2 separate regions of the Sus scrofa genome follow, and region 2 is linked to region 1. Evidence: chromatin contacts called from public Hi-C data. All regions are on one chromosome and are shown on one strand. Each heading gives the region's core, a stretch centred on a gene start, on an enhancer-like site or on the middle of the called end of the contact. The rest is flanking DNA. Distances are from core to core; before and after follow the strand shown. Region 1 holds the start of INO80 (DNA helicase INO80). Region 2 holds the start of DNAJC17 (dnaJ homolog subfamily C member 17).

Evidence for each region. A called contact is a pair of places that touch in the nucleus more often than the background predicts.
Region 2: a Hi-C map of skeletal muscle shows a contact between it and region 1, with 6 times the contacts expected there. The contact joins the promoter of DNAJC17 here to the promoter of INO80 in region 1. A contact is called at or near these places in 1 of 5 promoter capture datasets (liver) and 6 of 47 Hi-C or Micro-C datasets (heart right ventricle, liver, psoas muscle and 1 more).

Annotation. Positions count from the first base shown.
Region 1 is chr1:130,200,240-130,202,978 of Sscrofa11.1, forward strand. It overlaps INO80 (DNA helicase INO80), which reads left to right and starts at 1,466. Exons shown (of 36, transcript XM_003121588.5): 1 at 1,466-1,786.
Region 2 is chr1:130,515,034-130,517,980 of Sscrofa11.1, forward strand. DNAJC17 (dnaJ homolog subfamily C member 17) reads left to right here and starts at 1,692. Exons shown (of 11, transcript XM_001929383.4): 1 at 1,692-1,882. The coding sequence starts at 1,805. It overlaps ZFYVE19 (abscission/NoCut checkpoint regulator), which reads right to left and starts at 2,910. Exons shown (of 12, transcript XM_001929402.5): 1 at 1,830-2,910; 2 at 1,378-1,454; 3 at 15-136. The coding sequence starts at 1,431.

The DNA.
Region 1 (2,739 bases), core at 216-2,715:
TATGGAGGTTCCCAGGCAAGGAATCAAATCGGAGATACAGCTGCCAGCCTGCGCCACAGCCACAGATCTGAGCCGCCTCTGCAACCTACACCATAGCTCATGGTGACGCTAGATCCTTAACGCACTGAGGGAGGCCAGGGATCAAACCCACAACCTCAGGGTTGCTAGTTGAATTAGTTTCCGCTGCGCCATGACGGGAACTCCCCTTTAAGCAAAATTAATTCTTTTTTTTTGGTCTTTTCTAGGGCCGCTCCTGCGGCATATGGAGGTTCCCAGGCTAGGGATATAATTAGAGCTGTAGCCACTGGCCTGCGCAAGAGCCACAGCAACTCGGGATCCCAGCCGCGTCTGCGACCTACACCACAGCTCACAGCAATGCAACACCACAGCTCACAGCAATGCCGGATCTTTAACCCACTGAGCAAGGCCAGTGATAGAACCTGCAACCTCATGGTTCCCAGTCGGATTCGTTAACTACTGAGCCAGGACGGGAAATCCAGCAAAATTAATTCTTTAAAGTCCAGTGAATTCGGCCCAAGAAGGCTTCTCAGTGACCTTAACCAAACTCTGTTCTGCTTAAATGCTAAGGGCCAGACTGAAATGAATTAAAACATGAGACCCGAGGGAAATGAAATAGAATCCTTAACTTTCACTAAATTCCTCTAATCCTTATTTGCACTCAAGCTGTACACTAGATACTTCTCAACATACATGCTGCTCATTGAGCTATATTAACTTAAGTAAATGTGGGTTGCAGGAGTCTCAAACTACGGAGTTGGCACAGACAAATCAATTTCAGAGGTTCACTGAGTGAGTGTGAGAAGAGGGAGAGACTTCTGATGACAGGTCTGTGTTTCTAAGTGCTTGAATCTTAAAGCCTTCATTTATGCATCCTGTCCAAACTAAGAGTAGTTCTACACAGCAGGCATTTTCCCGAAAAATGTACAACTCCGCCCAAAGGTGCCAAAAACAGGATAAAATACCACGCCCAAGCCTATCCTTTCACTCAAGTGATCTCAGCAGTGCTTAGTAGCCCCTAACAAACTAATCACAAGAACCCTCCCAGATCCAGTCTGCGGATTGAACGTTCCCAAGATCCCGGGATGTTTCGATTGACGTTACTTCCGGGAAAAGTAACCTTTCTTCGGCGGTTGCAGGCCTGAAGAGGTCTCGCGACATTTGCTCCCGCGAGATCTGCTTGCTCACTCTAGCGATGACATCCTCCTCCTCCTCCTCGCCGCCTTTCGGCAATCTTCGCCAGTCCCAGCCCCGACCAATCTGCACTCAGATGGCATGGATCAGGGTCTCCCCCCCGAACCCCGGTCTGCGCGGGGCGTCAGGCGGCAGCTGCGGGGTGCGAGCTGCACGAGGTCGACAGCAGCGGCACTGCGGACGGCCACGGGCTGGCAACGAGCAGGGAGCGTGGGCGGGGCAGGGGTAAGCCCGCTGAGTAGCAGTTCGATTGTTCTGGCCTGGCTATGGCGCCTCTCCTCCCCCCCGCCATGGCTCCCCGTGTCCCTGCTCCGCTCCTCTCAGTGAGTGAAAGTGGCCGCCGCCGCCGCCGGCCCAGCGCCCGCAGCCGCCTCAGCGCCGCCGCCATCTTGGGGTCCCAGGAGCCGCCGAGGGAGCGAGCTAGGAGCGTCCACGCCCAACGCAGTCACCGTCCCACGGCCTCAGAGAGCAAACCGCGGCTCCACCGTCGGCGGGGCGACCCCCCCCTCCGGACCCCGCCCGCACTCCGCCCCCCCTCCGCCGCCGCCGCGGCGGCGGGGCCCGGCGGCCCGAGGTGAGGCGACTAGACGTGGGCGGGCGAACGGAGGGGGGGTTGTGTAGGCCCCGTTGCGCCCCTCTCTGCGGGCGACGACTGGGCCGCGTCTTAAAGGGGCCGTCGCCCCCGGCCCTTGGATTTGTTGGGGTTAGTAAGGAGGATGGGTATGGACACTCCCCACAAGATTAGGACCTCAGGGGACCTGGGCCTCGTCCTTTCCTCCTCCTGCCTCTGGAGACCTGGGGTCACGCGGTGACCTCAGCCAGCCTAGGAAGCCCGTGGGGCGCCCACACGTGGGGAGTGTGTTAGACCAGGTGCACGTGGGACCCGGTGGGGCGGTGTCGGGCTAACACGTGTGTGGGTTTGGGGGTGGGGTGGGGCAGGGCGGGGGCTGGTTTGGCTCAAGTGGGAACCTGGTGAGGGCTATATCTGTCCTTTTAAGCAGATGAGCTCTAAGGGCTTGACAGTGTGTCAGTTTATGGGGAACAAGTTGAGATCTGGGTGTATGGTGCACGCTGCTCGTTGGTGTTGGGTGGGGGCAGCCCAACACGTGCGCAGACTGAGGAGTGTGTAGGTGTCACCCCTTTCAGTCTTTTAGGCTTTTTTTAGGGCGTCTAGGCAAGTGTCATCCAATTTGACATTCCTTCTTGAGGTTGCTGATAAAAACTACTACTTCCGTAATCACCGAGGATGGAAGCCCCCTACAGTTGAGGAGTGAAAGATCCTAAGAAAACACTCACTATTTTAGTTAACAGCCAGCTGTGCCTGAGTTCTTTGATCCAAACACTGTCTGTAGTTTTACGTTCATATAGTTGCTGGAAGGAATGGAAGAAGAAAATAGGAATTTGACCTTCCTAACGTCACAAGTAACCAGCTTACTTTTCCAATCAGTGACTTTCATGACTTCCTTTCCCAAAGAAATTTTCATCGTGGTTTACTAGTGCCAGCTTTTTATTATATATTTTTAAAGT
Region 2 (2,947 bases), core at 442-2,941, 320 kb after region 1:
TGTTGGTTTCTCACCTGGTCAGGACCTCATGGCACTGCTTGCAGACTTTCTGTTGCGTGTTTCCAGCCCGGGGCACCACTGCACTGAAGCTAAGGCAGCCGGAACAGAACGCCCGGCCACAGTTCTTACAGCCGTACTACAAGAAACATGAAGCAGGGGGTCCACCTCTCACTCCCCCCTGCAGGCTCCTCCCTGGAACTCTCTGAACACACACACAGAACAGGCACTGAAACTGTAACCAGCTGCTGAGAGGAGAGGAGTGGGGCCCCTAAGGCCTGGGGAGAGACAGGGGTGGAGGGTAAAGCAATTCCTCAGTCTCCAGTCTTCCATTCAAATCAGGTAAAGCTTCATGCAAAATTCTCATGCTTTCTCCTCTAATTCCCTGACATTGGGGTGCAGAAGACAAACAGGCAAAAGACCATGCTTCAGGTCACTGACTCTTCAGCAAAGGAGCAATAAAGTGCAGAGTCCATGCCTTCTCTGCTCTAGCAGAGATGGAGGGCGGCTTGACTAGGATGGGATGGTAACAAAAGCCTCCATTATTAAGCACCTATTGTGTGCCAGGCTCTAAGCTCAGTACTCAACGTTCATCACATAATTTAATTCTGACAATTTACACACACTATCTTACTTAATCCTGATGATCACCATTCTTATTCTATTGGGATAATAGGAAGGGATCAGCAAAGTTACATGACTTGTCCAAAGCAAGTTCACCCCATGAATGACAGCAGAGCTCAAATTTGAATTCTGATCACTTTGACTCCAAAACCCAGGTTTCTGAGGGCCACACGGATCTACTTCACCACCTGCTATTCATTCATCCTATCTGGTCGCAATGGAGGCAGAGAAAGCCTGCAGTTTACCAGAGGAACTTGACAGGTCAGTGCTGAGGACAAGTGAGATTCTGCCATGGTGCCCTGGGGGCAGAAGATAAGGTGGTAATCTAACTCAAGAAAGCAGGGAAGGCTGCTTGATGGTGAAGGTTTCAGAGCAGAGAAAAAAAACGGGCATGGTGTGATGGAGAGGTCAGTCACAGAGCATTAACTAAAGTCCAGGCTTCAGATGGGTAGGCTAGAGAGAAGGAAACAGCTGAACCCTACACTTGGTGGACAGAAAAACCTAGCTTTCCAAAAATGACAGGGGTTCGCTTCACAGTTTACAAAGAACTATCACCTCCTGGACCTCACTGGACCCTCGCATCAACCCCAACGGAGTGTTAACTTCATTCTACAGAAACGGAAACTGAAGCTGAGTGGCTTCATCAAAATCAGACAGGTGGAAATTTTCCGTAAAACCAAGAATGCAAGTCCTATGCATTTCCCTCCTCTCTGCGTCCTCCTTGGCCCTCTAGACCCCCGGGGAGAGAAGACTCGCCTCCTTTTTGAAGATGGTGAACTTGACAGCGCAGCCGTAGCACCTACTCTCCATCCTGGTTCCCGGCGTAACAGGGTCTGCAGAGTTGATTTCTTGTGAGTCAGGTCCAGAAGCCCTAGGACCTTCGCCCAGCCCCGCCCCTGCTTCCCCACGCCCACTTGCGCGCGAGAGCCAAGGCCTCGGAGCAAGGAATTACGACAGTCACCCCTGCGGGAGAGCAGTAGTGGCGTGCGCGGACGCTGCTGGGAGTCGTAGTTCTTTCACCCCTGCCAACTTCTCTCAGAGGCAGTCAAGCCTGGCTGGCCCAGATCACGACATTTCCCAGGGGGCTAAGCGCCATTCAGCTGGCTTGGGATCCAACTGTCCCCGGTCCCGACACGCTTAGACTCCTGGGAGTTGTAGTACTAATCCAGTCAGGATTGGAACCATGGCGGTGACCAAAGAGCTCTTACAGATGGATCTGTACGCGCTGCTAGGTATCGGGGAGAAGGCGGCGGACAAAGAGGTGAGAACTGGAGCGAGGAGGGCCGTTCCCGAGCGACCTGGCGACTCTTCCGGTCTTGGCCTCTCTCCCGAGGCTGGCACCACCAGCTTTCCAGGTTCGACCCGGCCCTGGGTGTTTGGCAACGAGGGGTCGGCCCGACGGCCTCAGAAGCGGGTTCCGAGACCTTTCCTAGTGGTCTGAGGACTTCATGAGGAAGAGAGAGCACAGGAAGGAGGTTCTTTGAGTGGAGTACGGTACTGACGTCTCCCCGTGGCCCTTGTCTAAAGGAGGCGGCATAGCCAGCCAGGCGGGCAATCTTTGCTTCCTCACTGCGCCTGCGCAATGTCAGCTTCTGATTCTGCTACACTGTGCAGACGTGAGTCATTCATTCTCTCCAGCAGGTTGATTTAACTTCGCTTAGAGCCTAGGAGAGGACAGGTCTTAAGGCTTCTCCATTCCCTCTTCATCCCCTCCTTGGCAGTGTGACCTATGACTCTGCCATCTCTGTTTTCTTTTACACCCCAGCCCATTGACTCTTCAAGTAGCAGTTGCTCAGGTGTTGTCCTCTCAGCATGTTCTAATGGGTCAAAAGCAGGATCAGAAGGGTAAGGCAAATGGCCTGGAATTCCACAGGAAGGTGTTGATAAATGCGCGAGAGGAGTTCCCACTGTGGCACAGTGGGTTGAGAATGCCACTGCAGCGGCTCAGGTCGCTGTGGAGGTACGGGTTTGCCTCCAGGCCAGGCACAATGGGATAAAGGATCTGGCGTTGCTGCAGCTGCCCTGGGAGGAACTTCCATATGCTGTGAGTGCAGCCATTAAAAATTAAAATAGGGGAGTTCCCGTGGTGCCTTAGCGGAAACGAATCTAACTAGCATCCATGAGGACGCAGGTTTGATCCCTGGCCTCGCTCAGTGGCTTAAGGATCTGGCGTTGCTGTGGGCTGTGGTATAGTTCACAGATGCAGCTTGGATCTGGCGTTGCTGAGGCTGTGGCATGGACCCCTAGCCTGGGAAATTCTATATGTCATGGGTGTGGCCCTAAAAAAAAAAAAAAGATTAAAAAAGGAAATTTCCATTGTGGCTCA